Regions from separate parts of the Mus musculus genome. Here region 1 is linked to region 2. The links are chromatin contacts, called in public Hi-C maps. All regions are on one chromosome and are shown on one strand. Each heading gives the region's core, a stretch centred on a gene start, on an enhancer-like site or on the middle of the called end of the contact. The rest is flanking DNA. Distances are from core to core; before and after follow the strand shown.

What was found. A called contact is a pair of places that touch in the nucleus more often than the background predicts.
Region 1: a Hi-C map of bone marrow-derived macrophages shows a contact between it and region 2, with 2.7 times the contacts expected there. The contact joins the promoter of Lonrf3 here to the enhancer-like site in region 2. A contact is called at or near these places in 5 of 39 promoter capture datasets (the 3T3-L1 cell line, hippocampal neurons, liver and 1 more), 5 of 484 Hi-C or Micro-C datasets (bone marrow-derived macrophages, brain, embryonic fibroblasts and 2 more), 2 of 115 datasets of contacts at active chromatin or transcription factors (bone marrow-derived macrophages and memory CD8 T cells) and 3 of 9 other capture datasets (adipose tissue, liver and macrophages).

Annotation. Positions count from the first base shown.
Region 1 is chrX:36,326,112-36,329,744 of GRCm38.p6, reverse strand. It overlaps Lonrf3 (LON peptidase N-terminal domain and ring finger 3), which reads right to left and starts at 1,336. Exons shown (of 11, transcript NM_028894.1): 1 at 346-1,336. The coding sequence starts at 1,165.
Region 2 is chrX:36,277,288-36,280,983 of GRCm38.p6, reverse strand. No RefSeq gene overlaps it. Among named protein-coding and RNA genes, the nearest start is that of Lonrf3, 49 kb to the left of the region's middle. Within about 2 kb of position 2,298, at least 13 of the 459 cell types and tissues checked have an H3K27ac peak or open chromatin away from gene starts, as enhancers often do. A contact at or near this core is called in bone marrow-derived macrophages and memory CD8 T cells, where this site is marked.

The DNA.
Region 1 (3,633 bases), core at 87-2,586, 50 kb before region 2:
GGTATAGGAGCAGGAAAGCAAGCAGGAGAGAGGGAAAGAGCACGAGAAAAGAAAAAAAAAGCTATAGGACCAATCAGAAGACTGAGACACAGCTTTTAAAAAAAAGCTAAAGTAGGGAAGACAAACTCCTTGCAATGCCCCCTCCCTCCTCCTCGTGGGCCACGGGCTCTTCCCTCGCCACCCCACCCCCCAGCCCGCGCGCGCGCGCGCGCGCGCGAAACCAAATCAGTCCGGTCCGTCCCCCCGCCCCCGCCTCCCAGCAGGGATCGCTCCCCCGCCCCCCTCGCGTGGCGAGCAAGCCCGCACGGCCCCTGTGGCGGCGCATGGGGGGTGGGGGGGACTCACCTAGACGAACAGCCTCGTTGTACTTGAGCAGAGCTGCCTCCACCTGGTGCTCGCGGAACAGCCGGTTGCCCTCGTGCCGGAGTTGCGACGCCCGCGCGGGGCCCGGGAACAACTTGCCCAGGAGGCCGCTGAGTACCACGTTAACTCGCAGTTGCAGGGGCGCCGGCTGCCCCGCGCGCCGCGGCCCGCGTGCCCTCCCACTGGCCGCCATCAGAGCGGAGAGCTTGACCCCGCACAGAGCGCAGCGCCGATCGGCGGCTCGCCCGCGCTCCAGGCACAGTTTACAAAAGGTGTGGCCGCACCACAGGGACACCGGGTCTGAGAGAAACCCGTGACACTTCTTGCACTTAAAGCCATCCCATACCTCGGGGGCCACGGCCGCGGCCTCCCCTGCCTCTTTCAGCGCCGCGGCGCAGCAGCTCGAAGTGCCGCTCGAGTCGGAGGCCAGCTCCTCTTGCGGGACACTGTCGGCCAAGCAGCGCACTAGCTGCTCCAGCTGCTCCGCTACGAGCTGCTGCCTCTCGGAGAGCTGTCGGTACACCTCGAGGGCTTCCCGAAGGTGCCCCTCAGATGCCAAGGCATCCGCCTGCGTGAGCAGGACTTTGCACTCCAGCGGTGTCGGGACCGCCAGAGGCAGGCTTTGCTCGGGCTCTTGAGCCCCGAGAGCTTGGGAGCCCTCGGGTGTCACCTCCTCCGGGTGGGCGGCTGACTGCCCTGCGGCCGCTGATGTCCCCGGCTCCTCCGGCTCCGCCAGCTCCAAGTTGTTGCTGCCGAGCTCGGCGGACAAGCTCACCATCTGTGCGGTCTGAAGGGAATCCATTGAGAGAAGGAACTGCGGAGGTTGGAGTGAGGAGAGGCGTCTAGGAACAGGGAACTAGCAGGAAAGAGCGGCGGCTGGGAGCGGGCTGCGCGAGCGAGAAGGCGGGATCGCCGCGCGCGCGAGTCTGCCTCGCCTCCCGAGCTCCATGCCGGCTGCCCCGCGCTGCCTAATAACTGTCTTGTCTCAGCGAAGCGTTATATAAAACGCAACCACGTGACTCCTACCACGCTGCTCATTGGCCGGCAGCGGGGAAATTGTTACAAAACCAGACAGTTTTGTAACAGCTTTGCGCTTGCTTCTTTTGGCTTGGCTTTTCTTGGCTTGTTTTTTGAGGTTGTTTGCATTTACTCTTTCTTTCTCACTTGTGATTTTGGGTCCTTTCTGGACTGGGGAGAGGTACACAACCTCTTCTTCCACGCTTTTCCAGCTCTAAACTCTTTGCCATCCCACCTCAAAAGTAGTCTGCAAACAGGTCCGCTCTGCCAGCCGCTTGTTGGAGTCCCCCCGCCCGAGAGAGGCCGGTCCCTATCGGCTCCAGTCACAGAAGTTGCTGGAATGCCAGGCTCCCCTCCAGGGGGCGATGGCTGATGTCTGCAAAGGCACCTAGGGACACCCAAGAAGTCCTCATTTGTTCCCTAGAAGAGCGTTAAGTGCCCCTGCTGAAGCTCCTGGGTTTCCTGAGGGATTCCCCCAAAAGAGACTTAGTGCAGTTTTAGGAGAGTTCTTTGTTTCTTACCAAGACAGCGAATCATGAGCAAATGGTCCAGCGGATAAAACAAGTTAGGCAGTCCGTGCTGGGCAGCAAGGGAAGAACGCACATCTTATAATCCTATATTAGATTGCTCATTGGGACCCCAGGGAGGCGCCCTCCGGTTCTCCTCCTCTTCCCTCCCACCCCCAACTCAGGGACCAGTGCTGGAGCGGGCACCCCCCTGGAGATTCACTGGCTCCAGGACCCAGAGACCAGATGGGCACCACCTTGAGAGCTGAGTTTGCTGAGTTCGCTGTAAACTCGGGGGGGGGGGCGGGGGGGGAGCGTGAGGGAAGCAGAGGGAAGATACAAGCCCAAGACAGCAAATCCAGAAAAAAAAATCAGAGAATTCAGTCACAGCCCAGCTGCTAAACAGCCTCCAGGTTCACAGAAGCTGACTTCTGGCAGGCCGTGCCTAACCTTAGGGTTTGTGCCCTTGCGCTAGGTTGAACACAAGTTGTAGTGCCTGGCTTGGGCTGAGGAGTGGGGCGGGAAATTCCCAACCAGGCACCCCTTAAAAAAATGCCAGACTGCTCACAAACTACACAAGGATTTGTTTACTGCTGGCCTTTGCATTTCAGACAAGAGCCATGAACAAAATGAACCGGCAGGGTTCTGGAGTACCCCACTTCAGGATAGACTGCTTCAAGAAGGAAGGCTGAGTTCAGTCAGGCTTGCTCTCAATTGTCTTCCTCCTCCCTCCCGCGCCTACAGGTCCTGGAGAGTGCTCAAATTAAGATTCCAAGCTGAGTGTCTCCAAGTTGCCTCCTGCTGTGGTCATTTAGCTGGGGGGTCTTGGGCAATATCATCTAAACCTATTATTTTCACTTCTAAACAAATGTCTGGGATGGTTTTAGCTGGGATTAAGTCTTGTTTCAGAGCTGGAATGATAGACTCTTTGCCAGCATTGAGGTCCTTAATCCAGCCTTAAGCCAACAAACACCAAGATCCTGGAGAATAAGTATAGACAATGTGCAGCACACTTCAGGGCAGCCCCCCCCCCCCCCGGTCAGACAGGACACGGAGGGACAGAGTAGAGAAGGGAGGCAGTTCATAGACTAGAAAGAGAGCAAGAAAAGAAAGGCTCAGGATTCAATCAGGAAGGCAGGAAAACAACACAGGAAAACTTGGTCTAGCTTTGGCTTTGCTGAACAAATCCTTGGGGTCCTAAAGTTTCCTCCAGCCCTAACCTTGAGTATTCTTGATCCTAAAACCAGATTTCAGGCGTTAACTACTGAATCTCAAATAACTATTCCATATTCCATGGCAGGTTTGGGGAGGTGGGGCATGCTTGGGGCTAAAGACTGAATTCAGCAGCAGCTACAGAGGAGCACGGGGCTCCAAAGGCTATCCTCTATCATGATTCTGAAGCTAGGGAGCCCATCAGGAGACTGACCAGGAGATGGAGGAGGTGGAGAAAAGTCAGTAGAGAAGAAGCTGCAGTTTCTGGTGGCTTGCTATCTGGAGCTGGGACAATCATTTCACTCCTTAGTTTACTCTGCTATCAAATGGAATTCCCAGAACTAGTTATATGTCTACCACTTCTGATACCTATAAAGAAGGACAATCTGCAGGGCATGAAGAGATTCATTTGAAAGGACCATGACACCGGTAACAAGAAACCTCTTAATTTAAAAGCATCATCCCTTTGACATCTCCAAAACATTATCCCAAATTGTCTTCCAAATGCAGTGGTGAGGATGTGCCTTGCTTCTTA
Region 2 (3,696 bases), core at 1,049-3,548:
TTCTAAAAACGGCAAAATCATGCAAAGTGACAGAAGCTGTGACTATCTGGGATGATTGCCTGGAGAAGGGAAGGGGCAAAGAAGGGATTACCTTGGGAATTTAGGAATTTCTAGGTGTCATTTCCTTAATTGAAGTGATATAACAAGCTATTCTGCCAGGATTCTGATAAGCTACAGGTCATATCTGCCTGGATACTGTAAGGTCCCAGTTTTCTAAGTCAGGGTTGCTCTCTCTGTATGCCCTATGCATTTCATAATGGGGGAAAGTCTGAGCCTAACCTTGCTGGATTCTGCCTAGTACATGGATCTTTCCAAATATGTTTGTTCTGCAACCTCTGCTGTAGTACATATTAGCACTAAGAAAACTTGGTATGAAGTCTTGCAACTTCTGAAAACTCAGCGGACCTGAAGACCTTATGAGACCCCTAGAAGCATGACATTGTTGTTGGTCTTATTGGTCAACAATTGTGCTGCCAAAATTAGAGATCTATGTGCAAGACAAGATTGATAAACTGAAGCCTAAATATCCTCTTATGCAAAAGAAAAAATAACTCAACTTGGATTGTTGATTAAAATATAGTTATAGAACTTTTAGAAGAGAATCTGAGAGACAATGTCATAAACTGAAGTTTAATGAAGGGTAGACAATACATCAAATGCACAATACAAAAAGGGGAAAGGTCAATGTCATTGAAACATTCATGTAATTTTGTTCTCTGAAAGACTATGCAAAAAGGATGAAAAATAGTCTACAGACAGAGCATAATTGTGAAACACCAGAATGTACTTTAAAAAATCCTTTAACCTAGGTAACCAACCCCAAATTTTAAATAGGCAAAAGACTTAAACAAACACATCATCAGCAATGATACACATGACACATATATTCATAAGAGATGTTCAACATCACCAGTCAAGGGAGAAATCCAAATTAAAAACACAGTGAGATGCTACTATGCACCTATCCAAATAGCTAACACAAAAAATGAATCAAATGCTAATAAGGACAGTAAATAGGAGTCATGCACAATGAGAGAAAAAATAATATAACCACTTTTGGACTAACTCTGGTAATTTCTGAAAACACTAAACATACAGTTACCATGTGGCCTAAATAATAACACCCCTAGGTATTTATCCCAGAAAAAATTAATTTCATATTCACCTCAAATCCTATCCACAAATGGGATGCTTATTATTTCAGAAGGCAGGGATCTGAAGTTGAAACAATCACAAGGTCAAGGCTAGCCTGAGCTACACAGAGAGCTCCTATCTGAAAACAAAACAAATTCTGCTCAAATGTTCACAATCAGTTTAATATCCCCAATTAGAAGCAAACTAAATATTCTTCATCTTGTAAATAATTAAATATATTCTTCTATAACTGATAATGTGGACTACTACTTAACAACAAAAAGAAACCGACCATTGACATATCCAACAGCTTGAATAGATCTTAAGGACACCATGTTCAATAAATAGTAAATTGTGGAATGATTAGACACCATATGTTTCTATTTATACAACATTCTCCAAACAAACTAGAGAGATAGGGAGCATTTAAGTGGCTGTCAAGAAGGAGGTGGTGGGAAGAGTGAACATAAAAATGAAAGGACATGGGGACATTTCCCTTGGATGTGGTGGCAGTGTTGGTTACAGAAATAAGTATCTTCTGGAAAATGCCATATATTTAATCATAAGTCCATTCAAAAATGGTGTGTGGGTGCTGAAACAGATAAAACCCGAGTAAGCTATATAACCTAGGTATATTATGTTAACTGATCTTCCTCAGACTGGAGGGAAATCCTGTGGTCCTGGGATAGAGAGGTCTGTGGAGGGGCACAGATTTCTCACTTGGTATTTGAGAGTGAAGTGGGATGTGGCTTGTTCTTTCAAGTGGACTGAAAAGCTGCAAAGTGGATCGACTGGGGCTATAGGGAAGATTTGCTATTTCCAGAGTGAAGTATCAAGGCTGAAGTGATGCTCACAGGAAGCCTGAGCAGACAGGAAACCCACAGTCAGTAAACAGGAAGGAACAAGTCCTCCAATTGTTCAGTCTCCTCTCTACTAATCCCCAGTGAAAGAACAAGTCCTCCAGTTATTCAGTCTCCTCTCTACTAATCCCCAGTGGGAAAACCTACAACTGAGTCAGTCAACAAGGCAGAGATTCTGTTTGCCCTGTGCTCTTGCTAGCCTAACAAAGCAGGGTAGCAGAGAATAGGTTTAGGGTTGAGACAGTAACTTAGTGACTGGCAAACCTAGCTGGGGTAAAGGTACTTTAGCTAGCCTCCACCCCACCCCTGAATCTCCTAATCACCCTTTTATCATCTTAAGCATTATTTGTCAGTTCCTCTTGCATTATGTAAGGCAAGTTCTTACCAGTGGAGTAGAGGTGGAATAGTGAAGTACCAGAGCCACTAGTACCTCAACAGATCTGTAAATCTCTGACACTCGAAGAAAAGGGGACACACCATACATAGTTGCCATGAAACTGTCAAGGGACATTTTAAATGTGCCAGCAAGGAGCTTACAAGTGATTATCAAGACTGTAGTCTGAATACAAATATGATACCTGTCAGCTCAGCCCTTGGGATATAAAGAGAGAAGGATCAGAGGTTCAAGGTCATCCTTGGCTATAAGTAAATTTTAGGTCAACCTACGATACATGAGTCTTTGTCTTTAAAACAATATATTTTAAGAGTCCACCTCACTCATCAACAGGACTATCATCAATAACACAATGGCAACAAATGCTATTCTACATGAAATTCTGTCTCCAAAATCCCAGAAAAGAGAAGGAGTAGAGGGAGGAAGGAGGATAGGGAAAGAGAAAAGAGAGGAGAGGAGAGACCTCTACTCTGAGTCAAAGTTGGTGGCCAAGCTGTGTTCCCAGCTACTCAGGAGGTTGAGATAGGAGGGTCCATGAGTTCAAGGCCTCACTGGCCCACGGTAAACCCGGAGCCAGCCTGCTAGTGATACTCTGTTTCAAAATAAAAAGGAAAGTCTGTGTACAGGGATGCTCTGGTTTCAATCTCCAGCACCATACACACCACACACACACACACACACACACACTATGCTGAAATGCAAGCCACTTTTCATATAAGAAGAAATGTTCCTTTTACCTTTTGAACTTTCAGATCATTTAGCTGAGGAAAATGGATGTTCTTAAGTGTTTTAGAGAATTTATTCATGCATTCTAAATTGGAGCATACTTAGCACTGATAATTCTCCTGGCTTAATGTTGCAGCTATATTCTAATAGCACACCATTAAAGTTATTAAGAAAATCTGTGTCATTTTATGTAAAATACACTGGGTGTGGAGGAAAAAATTATGATGAACTCTAAAGCTTCTCCCTTCACCTCAAGGATCCATCTTCAGACATTTATTAAAATTATATGATAACACACAAATCTGAAATTCAACAGTTAAATTCAGTTCCTTTATTTGACAAAGAAATAAAAGGTGAGAGTTTGCTAAGTGAATGGCCTTAAGCAACAATTTTACATAAAACTCTATGCAAAATTCTCCCAAATATGGGTTATATTCAAGAACATGCAGGCAGAAAGATTTTTCTACTTTAGTCAAAGAGAAAATGTCACCTAAATTATTCTGTCCTGGGCTAGGGAGATGGGTTAGCAAATGAAAACGCTTGTTACAGAAGTCTCACAAACCTGAAGATCTGTGTTTGGAT